Regions from separate parts of the Mus musculus genome. Here regions 2 and 3 are each linked to region 1. Evidence: chromatin contacts called from public HiChIP or PLAC-seq data. All regions are on one chromosome and are shown on one strand. The core of a region is the stretch at or near the end of the contact, and the rest is flanking DNA. Distances in the headings are between cores, read along the strand shown. Region 1 overlaps Pard3 (par-3 family cell polarity regulator). Region 2 has its middle 17 kb from the start of Gm51605. Region 3 has its middle 32 kb from the start of Gm39286.

What was found. HiChIP or PLAC-seq counts read pairs in DNA pulled down with a chosen protein or histone mark.
Region 2: a FOXA1 HiChIP or PLAC-seq map of pancreatic cancer cells shows a contact between it and region 1. The contact joins two enhancer-like sites. A contact is called at or near these places in 1 of 484 Hi-C or Micro-C datasets (LSK cells) and 1 of 115 datasets of contacts at active chromatin or transcription factors (pancreatic cancer cells).
Region 3: a FOXA1 HiChIP or PLAC-seq map of pancreatic cancer cells shows a contact between it and region 1. The contact joins two enhancer-like sites.

Annotation. Positions count from the first base shown.
Region 1 is chr8:127,144,684-127,148,307 of GRCm38.p6, forward strand. The region is part of intron 1 of Pard3 (par-3 family cell polarity regulator); the gene reads left to right. Among named protein-coding and RNA genes, the nearest start is that of Pard3, 82 kb to the left of the region's middle. Within about 2 kb of position 1,583, at least 38 of the 459 cell types and tissues checked have an H3K27ac peak or open chromatin away from gene starts, as enhancers often do. A contact at or near this core is called in pancreatic cancer cells, where this site is marked.
Region 2 is chr8:126,515,431-126,519,054 of GRCm38.p6, forward strand. No RefSeq gene overlaps it. Among named protein-coding and RNA genes, the nearest start is that of Gm51605, 17 kb to the left of the region's middle. Within about 2 kb of position 1,936, at least 223 of the 459 cell types and tissues checked have an H3K27ac peak or open chromatin away from gene starts, as enhancers often do. A contact at or near this core is called in pancreatic cancer cells, where this site is marked.
Region 3 is chr8:126,538,379-126,542,002 of GRCm38.p6, forward strand. No RefSeq gene overlaps it. Among named protein-coding and RNA genes, the nearest start is that of Gm39286, 32 kb to the right of the region's middle. Within about 2 kb of position 1,538, at least 216 of the 459 cell types and tissues checked have an H3K27ac peak or open chromatin away from gene starts, as enhancers often do. A contact at or near this core is called in pancreatic cancer cells, where this site is marked.

The sequences.
Region 1 (3,624 bases), core at 333-2,832:
GTACACACTCAACCATGGAACTGCACCAGGGCTGTTCTTAATTGGCTAGAGGTGTGTGCACACAAAATGCTGTGTTATCTCTGCCTGTGGCTGAGGTTCAGTGAGTCCTCAGGAAGTGGGTGGGTCAGCAGGAGCTGCCATGCGGGGATTCCTCAATATGTCTGATGGTTTTCACCTTAAGAGTCTGCCGGGGGCTGGAAGAGCTGGAATCTTGGGTTTGGAAAGCTTCCCAGGTGGTGGCTCCACAGAGCTCAGAACCCTGTTGTAACTATTTATGTTTATGTATATGTCCGACAGAGAATGTTGTAGACACAATGTGTATGTCCACAGAGGATGTTGTAGACACAATAGTGTGTGGTTACTTTTTGTGAACTTGATACAATTAGAGTCTCCTGAGAGGAGGGAACAGTAATAGAAGAATTGCCTCCATCTGCTTGACCTGTAGAGAGTCTGTGTGCTCATCCAGACATTGTTGTCACTTTCTGGATATGCCACGAAGCCGCTGTTGTATCTCTGTATTTGTAGACTGCCCACCCCCACTCTGGCTGTCTCTATAAGCCCCAGCTCGGATTCTGTCCCCACTAAGTCCCCACTCTCATCTCTGCCCCTGCAATGCTGGCTCTCACCACTGTTTACTTCTGTGGCTGAACCTCCCAAACCTGTTTTGCTCCAGTGTCCCTCCCTCATCTGATAATGTTGTAGTTTCCAGTGTTGTCATTTGAGGAAGTCTGTTTCCTAATTATCAGCTGTGTAATTACATCCTTTGGAGTTCCTACACAGCTAATTTGTTTCTTTGTTTCCAAGCAGGGTTTTATAAGGAACTTTAAGTGTGCTCGGGAATGTGACTTGGGGAGGCTGGTCTGGTTTCTAAAGCCGGTGGGATAGGTGATAACCCAGTATTTGGGGCTGTCATTCTGCTCTGTAAGTATGTTTTAAAAACTTTTTTTTTTTTAAAAAAATCGTAATTAAAACATAATTTCAGAATCCATTCCCCCTTCTGTTTCCTTTCTGTAATCCTCCCCATAATCCCCCCTTGCTCACTCTCCAATTCATAGGCTCCATTTTCTTTAATTTTGTAACAAAGATATTCCTAAATATGTCACTGTAAGCTGTTCAGAAAAGGTTTATAGGGTTAGCCCTTATTAAAGAATTCCCTTATTTCAGAACAAGTGTTAATAATAGGTCAAAACCAGCCACTGAAAGGGCATTTCCCATGCACTTGCCCCTGAACTCAGGTACCATCATTGAAGAGGGCATAGAATGATTTTAAGGACCAGTGTTTTGTGTGTGTGTGTGTGTGTGTGTGTGTATGGGTGGGGGAGGAGGGAGGGAGGGAGGGAGAGACAGATAGAGAGAAAGAGACGGAGGGAAGGAGGCATAGAGAGAAGGAAGGAGGGAGAGAGACAGAGACAGAGGGTAGGAAGGAGGAAAGGAGAGGAAGAGGGAAGGAGACGGAGGGAGGGAGGGAGGGAGGGAGGGAGGGAGAGAGAGAGAGAGAGAGAGGATAAGAGCTAGATATTGGGTCATCACAGCATCTTCTGGATGGGACAGGGCCAATGTGCTTATCACGGCACAGCAGCTGTGGTTGCCTGCAAAGGACCCAAACAGAATCAAGCCAGCCAGTTTTCCAGCACGGAGTGGGCAGGGGTTTCCTAGCCTATATCACTAACAGAGGAGTCATGGACACTTTCCTTAGGGATATGACTTCTGGTAGGTCAACTTGTGGGAGGCTCCACGCCCAGGAGTATATATATGGACAGCATAAAATGAGTAAGATTGGGTAGTTAAAAAAAATTAAAAGTAAAAGGAGGACAGGAAATTGGGGGCATGGTGGAAAGGCATGGGTGGATCTGGGAGGAGTTGAGAGGGTGATAAACATGAGCGAAAGACATGATGTGACGTTATTCAAGAATTAATAAAATATATCCAAAAGTCCATTATTTCTGGCTGAGAATAAAGGCAGGGCTGTCTCTGGGAAGGTGGGGGGCTTATCTGGTGTCCAGCATCCCCACTGAGTTAAAGAGTGCTATCTAAATATTTGTCAGGGTAATAAATGGCAAATAAATGGTAATAAATGTGTTTCCAGCAGGAGGTTTCTGCCATCTCATCTGTGGTGGACTGACTGGGATAGATAAACGTGGATTGCTGACCAGTGCCAGGGAGAAACAGATCTATGCCAGGAAGTGGAGTGTGGGAAAGAACAGCACAGTGGGAGGAATGAGCCTGCCTTTCCAGGAGGTGTAAACAAGCACAAACATAATGGGAGATAGGAGAGCCCAGCACCTTGGTCTGCAGGGACAGACCGAGACAGGCATGTGGAGGTCTTGCTTGTGAGCCTCTACTACTCTGCCCTGACTGTTGTGTTCCTTGTCAGTAGATGGCAGAGCCACAGGAAGGGACACCCCTGTCTTGGCATTCCTTTGAAGATACCATCACAGATCCCTCCCTTGTCTGGGGATTAGAGTCCTCTGGGAGGACAGAGAACTCCATTTCTGGCAACAGTGGCCCTAGGTACCTCCTAGCCTGGGCTGGCCACCCTCTCATGGCTGTTGGGAGTTACACGCGGAGCACCAGTGTCTAGGGGCCCTGCCTTGGTCTCCACTGGTATTGTGACCATGTGGTGCTGTCGGACCTCGACCCAGAGCCCTCCCAGGGTGGGCTGGGCTGAGTTTGAGTGGAAGAGCCATAAGCTACAGCTGACTCAGTGCTTGCCCAGGCTTCCAAGGAGGAAAGCAGAGGTAGGTATCGGGCCTTCCGCATGCTTGGTGTCTGTACAGGTTACTTCCCTCAGTTGAGAAGTATTTCTCTGGATTCAGTTCTGTTTAGGATATCCAGGTGTATGGGATTGCCACGTGTGTTTGTGACTGGGTAACCTGAGAAAGGATTTTATTGCTGTTGTTGTTTTAAAAATATTTTCTGTTATTTAGGAACAAGCCAAGAGGTGGGTTCGGATTAAGTGGGAGAAGGGAGCTGTTTCCAGGTTGCTTTGTTTGATCCGGAGCTCCCGGGGGCCCGTGAGAGTGGGTTGTATTTCAGTGGGCATGCTCTTTCAGGTCAGAGTCTCCTTTGGTCCAAGTTGGGTCTCCTCTTTGCTGCCTGCGGAGTGAACGTGCAGTGTAGATTTTCTTTTCTCAGCTGATGACTATCTTTAAGGCTCTCCCAGGGTGGTTATTTGGATTCTCTTTTTGCTGTGTATGAGAGAAACAGTTATTTGAGGTTCCTGACCTGATTTTGAGTCGATGGGTTTTTTTTTTTTTTCTTTCTTTCTGCAGTTTGGCTCCAATCCTGTTGGAATCATAGCCTATAACTTGGTGCAAAGCATTCTTTCCGTACACTCCAGGAAGTGAAAGATATTATCTGATAGGTGATAGTGGTGGTGGTGGTATGTGTGAGTGTGTGCATATGTGTGTACGGGTGTATATTTGTATGTGTGTGTCTGTGTATATGTGTATATATGTGTCTATGTATGTGTGTGTATGTGTATATGTGTTAGTATGTATGTGTCTTTGTATGTGTGAATATGTGTGTATGTATGTGTGTGTGTGTGTGTGTGTGTGTGTGTGTATGTGTATACCTGCATGTCTGTATGTAGGTCAGAGATCAACCTCACATGTTGTTTCTTGG
Region 2 (3,624 bases), core at 686-3,185, 630 kb before region 1:
TAGCTCAGTTGGCAGAGTGCTGACCAAGCATTCACAAAGCTCTGGGTTCAATCCTCATGATGGTGGGTGGCACAGGCCCATAATCTGAGCATTCAGGAGTTGGAGGTCAGAGGATAAGGAGCTTAAGGTTCCTTTTTGGCCTAGGTGGTGAGTTTGAGGTCAGTCCAGGATGCATAAGACCTTGTGTGAAAGAAAGAAAGAAAGAAAGAAAGAAAGAAAGAAAGAAAGAAAGAAAGAGAGAGAGAGAGAGAGGGAGAAAGGAAGAAAGGAAGAAAGAGAGGGAGGGAGAAAGGAAGAAAGAAAGGTAGAGGAAGAGAAAAAGAGAGAAAAAAGCAAAAGAGAAAGAGAAAAGAGAAAGAGAGAAAGAGAGAAAGAAAGAAAGAAAGAAAGAGAAAGGAAGAAAGAAAAAGAAAGAAAGACAGAAAAAGAAAGAAATAAAGAAAGGAAGGAAGAAAGAAAGGTAGAGGAAGAGAGAAAGAGAGAAAAAGCAAAAGAGAAAGAGAAAGAAAAAGAGAGAGAAAGGAAGAAAGAAAATGAAAGCGAGAAAGACAAAAAAGAAAGAAAGAAAGAGAGGGAGAAAGGAAGAAAGAAAGGTAGAGGAAGAAAGAAAGAGAAAAAGCAAAAGAGAAAGAGAGAAAAGAGAAAGAAAGAGAGAGAAAGAGAGAGAGAAAAAGGAAGAAAGAAAATGAAAGAAAGAAAGAAAGAAAGAAAGAAAGAAAGAGAAAGGGATAGAGAAAGAGAGAAAGGAAGAGAAAGAAAGAGAAGAAGAGAAAGGAAGAAAAAGAGAAAAGAAAAAGAGAAAGAAAAAAGAGAAAGAATGGAAGAAAGGAAGAAAGAGAGAGAGAGAGAGAGAGAGAGAGAGAGAGAGAGAGAGAGAGAGAAGGAAAAAGAGAAAGAAAGGCAGGGAGCGTGGAGACCTTAAAAGCACTGGCTGCTCTTACATAGGACCCAGGTTTAGCTCCCAGCACCCACATGATAGCTCACTAACATCTGTAACTCCACTTCTAGTGACTCAATGCTCTCTTCTGACCTGCAAGGGCACTGAACAAGCACACTGAATACAGACATGCTCGCAGGCAAAATGCCCCCAAACATAAAAATTTTAATAATAATAATAAAGCTTTCAAAAAACCCTCCCCTAATCACCACAAAAGAAAGACCTGCTCTCCACATTAAGACGTCTAAAGACTGTGATTAATTGGGTAGCGACTGTCTAATGACCTGGAGGTTCCTGTAGGGCAAAGGACTCAGCTAGCTTGAGAACAGGGCTCTTTTAGTGCCCCATGAGGTAGGGATTAGGGGGCGTGGTTCCCTCCATTGCTTCTCCAAAGAAAACACGCCTGACTAGCAGCAGAGATCAATAAAAAGACATCACACCGAAAACAAGAAATCTCACGGGAGGGGAGGCTGACGTCCTTTCTTATTTATGGCTCACGATGAACAGCGGACAGATGTGCTGAGGGAGATCAGAAAGCCGCTCTTAGTTGGGGCTGATTCTGGGGGTCTTTGGAGCAACCGCTTCTCCCAACACTTGACACTGTGACGATGTAATTGGTTTTGGGAGAGCTGGGAGTGGGATAAGGGATTTTCCGGAGGAAGATGAACGCAGGAATGCAGCTCTGGACTGAAGCTGCTGACCCGATTCCTCCAAAATAGATCCCACATCACAGAGCAGCGGGAATCTAAGCCTTCCCAGAGCGCCCACCCGCACTGCTACAAACACCTAATTCATGAAAGAAATGAGCTTTAAAGATGGCAGCCATGCCACCCGTTAGCTGTTTGGTCATCGAAGTGCTTCTAGAAATGGAAAAGAGCTATTCAGCACTAAAGATTTAGGAACGTCTGTTGACATTAAGGAAGCAGCCTCATGGGAGAGCTGACAAGGCTCCCAGAAACATCACCAAGGGAACGGTGACGCAAATGCGTTTGGTTTTCACAGACTGGCGTGCTGCCAGACTCCCTGCCTGACGGCTGATGTAACTCCAGTTCCTATCTAGGTTAGCTTGCTTAGATAGTGCCAGCAGAACACGCAGCCGCAGTCAACAGCAAGCTTCTTTTGGAGACCAGAGTAAAAGGATAAACATATGTTTTCTTCTTTAGATCCTGATGTGTATTGTATTTTAAAGGGGGTACAAGGCTGGAGAGATGGGTCCACGGGTTACAAGGACGGGCTACACTTCTGGAGGATCAGAGTTCGAGTCCCAGCACCCACATGGTAGTTTGCAATCATCCATATTCCAGTCTCAGAGTATTGCGCCCCTCTTCTGACCTCTGTGGGCACCAGGCATGAATACGGCACACAGACATACATGCAAACAAAACTTCTATACACATATACATTTTTTAAAAAAGAATTATTTATTTTATGTATGTGAGTACACCATCACTCTCTTCAGACACACCAGAAGAGGGTATCAAATCCCATTACAGATGTTTGTGAGACACCATGTGGTTGCTGGGAATTGAACTCAGGACCTCTGGAAGGATGAGCAGTCAGTGCTCTAAACCGCTGAGCCATCTCTCCAGCCTATATATATATAACGTTTACAAAGGAAAAGAAAGGAATCTCATGTCAGCCTAAATTCTACCTCAACACAGACCAGAGGCAAGCCTGTCACCCACAAAAGGCATCACTATTTCACAAATATCAGCTCTCAATACTGTTTAGCCTATTAGGGAATAAGAAGGAGACTGTTCCCAGCTGAGCCAAATAATGACAGGAGAAAGCAGAGGACATTAGTTGTGAATGCAAAGATAATGATCCTTTTCATTATTGACTAAATGGGCTGAGGCCTCTGAAACCTGCGCTAAAAGATCACTATTCTAAAACATTTTTCTTAGAGACTGCCGATTTCCGGGTTTGTTTGTTTGTTTACAATCAATAAAGGAGAATTGTTAATTGGAAACATTCCCCCCAGACTCGGGTCAGATGTTGATGCGTTGTCTTCCGCAGGGTGTAAAGGGACAGAAAGCCAAGAAACAAACAAACAAACAAAGACTAGCTTTTAAAGCTTACTAGGTTATCCCAGGACAGAGGAACCTGTGCTGTCTTTAAAGGCCAGAAGCTGATATATAATTGGTTCCCTGGCCTTTAGAGGCAGGTAATTAAATCAGCAAGAGAGGGAGGGGCGAACAGTAATGGAGACAAAAGAGCCAGGCTAAAAATACAAGGGAAGGACCAGAGCTGACCGGATACCAGTCCTTGAAGGCACAGTATTGATCATGCCCAGGTTTACAGCACACCCCTCCCACTCTGCTCTGTTTTCCCTCCTCCACCCCTCTCCTCTACCCACCCATTTCCTTTTCTTCTTTCCTTTATTTATTTGTTTGCTTACTTATGTGGGTTTTTGTTTGTTTGTTTGTTTTGTTTTGTTTTTTGAGACAGGGTCTTTCTGCGTAATTCAGGCCTTAAACTCACACCATCCTTTCTACCTCAACCTCCCAGGTGTTGGATTGCAGGTATATGCCACCACTCCTAGGTTAACCCATTCTTTGTTTGTTCTCTGTGTGTGTATGTGTGTGTGTGTGTGTGTGTGTGTGTGTATGCGTGCGTGTGTGTGTGTGTGTGTGTATGCGTGCGTGTGTGTGTGTGCGTGTGTATGCGTGTGTGTGTGTGTGTGTGTG
Region 3 (3,624 bases), core at 288-2,787, 610 kb before region 1:
CTGTGGATGGGGACTGGTGAACCAGTCCAGCTAGATCTCAGGTACCTTTGATTCTCTTCCCCAGGGCTCCTGTGGATAGCCTGTCATGTCCGGGGCCTGTCCCTGTGTGAAGCTCCCTGAAGGATAGACTGCATCTTTTGCTGGCAAGATTCTTAGCACCTACCCTGCAGTCTGGCATTGCAGAAAACTATCCTGGTGTGTGTGTGTGTGTGTGTGTGTGTGTGTGTGTGTGTGTGTGTTTCTAGCACTCAATGGAGGGCAGCTGCAGGGAGGGAATTGGGGTGAGGAAGACAAGCCAAAGAAAATCCACTCAGGGAGATAAGGAGAACGCTTCCAAACAGCTCCTAGAAGGCGTAGGGTCCCTCGGAAGGCTTTCTCTTCACAGTCAGGGATATAATAGAAGTGGTTGCTATGGAAACCGGTGTAAAAGCAGAGAGGAGAAAGGAGAGGGCTGACTAGGGGGAGGCAAGAGTGAGGCGGCAACATCAAAGGGTGTGTGTGTGTGTGTGTGTGTGTGTGTGTGTGTATGCTGCAGCACCTCTACATCTGATGAGAGAAAACAAGTCAGGCGGCGGCAGCTTGTTACCATTCCTGAACAGGTCAGGGATTACCACACACAGTGATCCTTCCTCTGGAAACCTGTGTGCTAAGCCTGCTCTCCCACAATAGAGCTCATCAGCTGGGCCCCGGGGAGGGGGGGGGGGGACGGGGTCGTGTAGGTGGAGTGAACTCTTTGGCTGTCCATGCCATTTGTTTTGCACACAATTTTGGGGGACAGTCTTAGAGAGCAGGCCATTTGTCTGTGTCTTGATTTTATCACGTGCCTTCTTCCGAGGCATGGAAGCACCCTTGCTTAAGAAAGTCACCACAGACAGAATAGCTTAAAGAAAAGACATGACAGTGTTGGGTGCTGTGTGGACCAGGAAAAAAGAAAGAAAGAAAGAAAAATGTGAGCTACACCATCAGAGCCCTGAGCACACATGCCCTAGGGGCAGGTGCTGTAGGGAAACAGAAACCAAAGCCCAGGTCACACACTGGGTTCTAGTGTGGTCATCTGAGTGAGGGGAAGGGTGATTGCATCCCCTCAGGCTAGGGACAGCTCCCCACCCCCACCCCCAGTCCTGACAGAATGCCCTTTCCTGCTGACTCATGCACACAGCTCTGCCAAAGATGGTCCAATGGAAGCACACCAGCTACTCAGATGATTTTAAGTGCTCCAGTAGCCACAGCCAAAAGGGGTGGGGGTGGGGGTGGGACCAGACTGACTAGTTTCCTAAAATTCTCGTAAGCCTATAAACCCCCAAAGTGGCCACCTCAAGGAAATCAATTAGAAATCACTGCTTTTTGTTTTCGTAGTGTCGGGGGTTGGACCCAAGGCAAAACAAACACTGGACCATGTAGTTATGGCGTGGCCTACGGCGTAGAGATTATTAATGAGGTATGTCAGATTCTTTCACACTGTATCTTTGAACCCTGGTGTGTGGGCTCTGCAAGTCAGATATCCGGTGAGTCACTCCTTAGGCTCTTCATAGCCAGGCGGGGCTGCTTGTGTTGGGCAGCAACACAGCCCTAGAATTTTCCATCACACTGATGGAAGCCGGGCGTGTGCTCATTGTAGCCAACAGCCATGGGTGACTGGGCTGGGTGTCTTCTGAGTCAGGAAAGCCTCCATCTTTCAGCTCAGAGTGAGTCTGTGCAGAGAGTCAGCTTCAGTCCTCGAGGCTCCGGTGGTTTGGTGACCATTTGAAGACATGGATAGTCCTGGTAATGCGGGACTGGGTTAAGGGATAGAAAGGAACAGCACGTGTCCCTTCTAGACTCAGAGGGGAGTAGCCGGTGTCCCGTGCAATAGAATAGCACCTCTACCTCATAGCCTAGCAATACTCAGACATTAAGACACCCAGAATCACGCCTGGTGATTACATGTCTATAATCACAGAGGCTTGGGAGACTGAGGCAGGAGGGTCACAAAATCAGAAGCTGGACCCTGACTTTTCCTGTCTAGACATATGTTAAATTAAAGATTGTTTCTTAAAGGTCTACACACCTTCCTGGAAAAGCTTCCTCTGCAGGGTGAGGGTGGACAGTCGCCGGAACAGCCCGTAGTTTCCCACGAGGAGTAGGATGAATCACATCAGCTGCTTTCAGCAGACCTTGGCATGCTATAATTGCCTGTAAATATTAGCATGACCATGAATGCCTTGCTATTACCAACTGTAAAGGCGGGACAGGGTCACACTGAGAGCTGGAGGTGCCCTCTACTAATCCACAACCTTCTTGAGACAGGTGGTCCCTTGAGCTGAGAGTAAGGACCCTTCCCCTCATTCCAAGCACCTGCTGGGCACTTATCTGTTGTTTATTCTATGCAAAGTATTGCTGGGTAGATGAAGAGGTGAAGGGCCAAAGGGCATTACTTCCATCTAAAAGCCTATGCCAAGAAAGGAAGAACAGGCTGAAGAACGGGCTGAAGCAATGCCCAGGAGTTAGGAGCACATATTGCTATTGCGGAGGACCTGAGTTTGGTTCTAAGCACCCATGTGGGGAGTCTCAAAACTCCTTGTAACTCCATCTCTAGAGGACCAGGTGCCTTTTCTGGCCTCCAAGGCCACTGCACTCAGATGCACAAACTCCTCCCCTCTTCCTCCCCCTCCTTCTCATCCTTCTCCCCCCCCCTCCTCCTCTGCTCTCCCCCCCACACACATACAATTAAAATTAAATATTTCTAAAAAGAGTGATAGAGACTATGTTGCCACGAGTGGGGACTGTGATAGACTCATTCATGCTAAGGGTTTGGGAAGCCTAGAGAAGGAGACTGACCCCAGGGGGACCTCCTCAATGAAGAGCCATGGGAAATGGCAGTCAGCAGGACTGAGGTTTCTTAGAAGTGATCAAGTGACTTAGTGGTGTCTGGAGCATCAATCACATCTCAGTTTCAATGCACACGCACTCTCAATTAGCCTCTTGATGGTTCACAAGAGGGGACTCCAGCCCCATGGCAGAGCCACTCTAGGGTAAGAGCAGCATTCAGGTTTATCACTGGACCAATAGCACTGGTACAACATGGTGGTGTGCACCTTAAATCCCAGCACTCAGAAGCAGAGGCAGGAGGATCTCTGTGAGTACCAGGCCAGCCAGGGCTACACGTGAGGCCCTGTCTCAAAAACAACAACACAAGAACTACTGGCCTAGTGGGATGCCTGGTTCCTGCAGCTCATAGACCTACAAGAAACCTTTGGGGTTTGGGGGGCTGCTGGAGAGATGGCCTGGCAGTTAAGAGCACTGACTGCTCTTCTAGAGGTCCTAAGTTCAATTCCAGCAACCACATGGTGACTCACAACCATCTGTAATGGGATCTGATTCCCTCTTTTTGGTGTGTCTGAAGACAGTGACAGTGTAATCATATATATATATATATATATATATATATATATATATATATATATATATATATAAATCTTTTTTTTAAGAGAAATCTTTAGGATGCTTGTAGGGTAGGGGTAGGGGAGTGGGTGTGTGGAGGAGTCACTGGGGAGTGAGATTGGGGGTGGGGGAAAACGGCTCCCCTCAGGGACAATCTGGTTGGGCAGACTTTCCACATTGTAACTCTGGTCACTGCTCTCACAA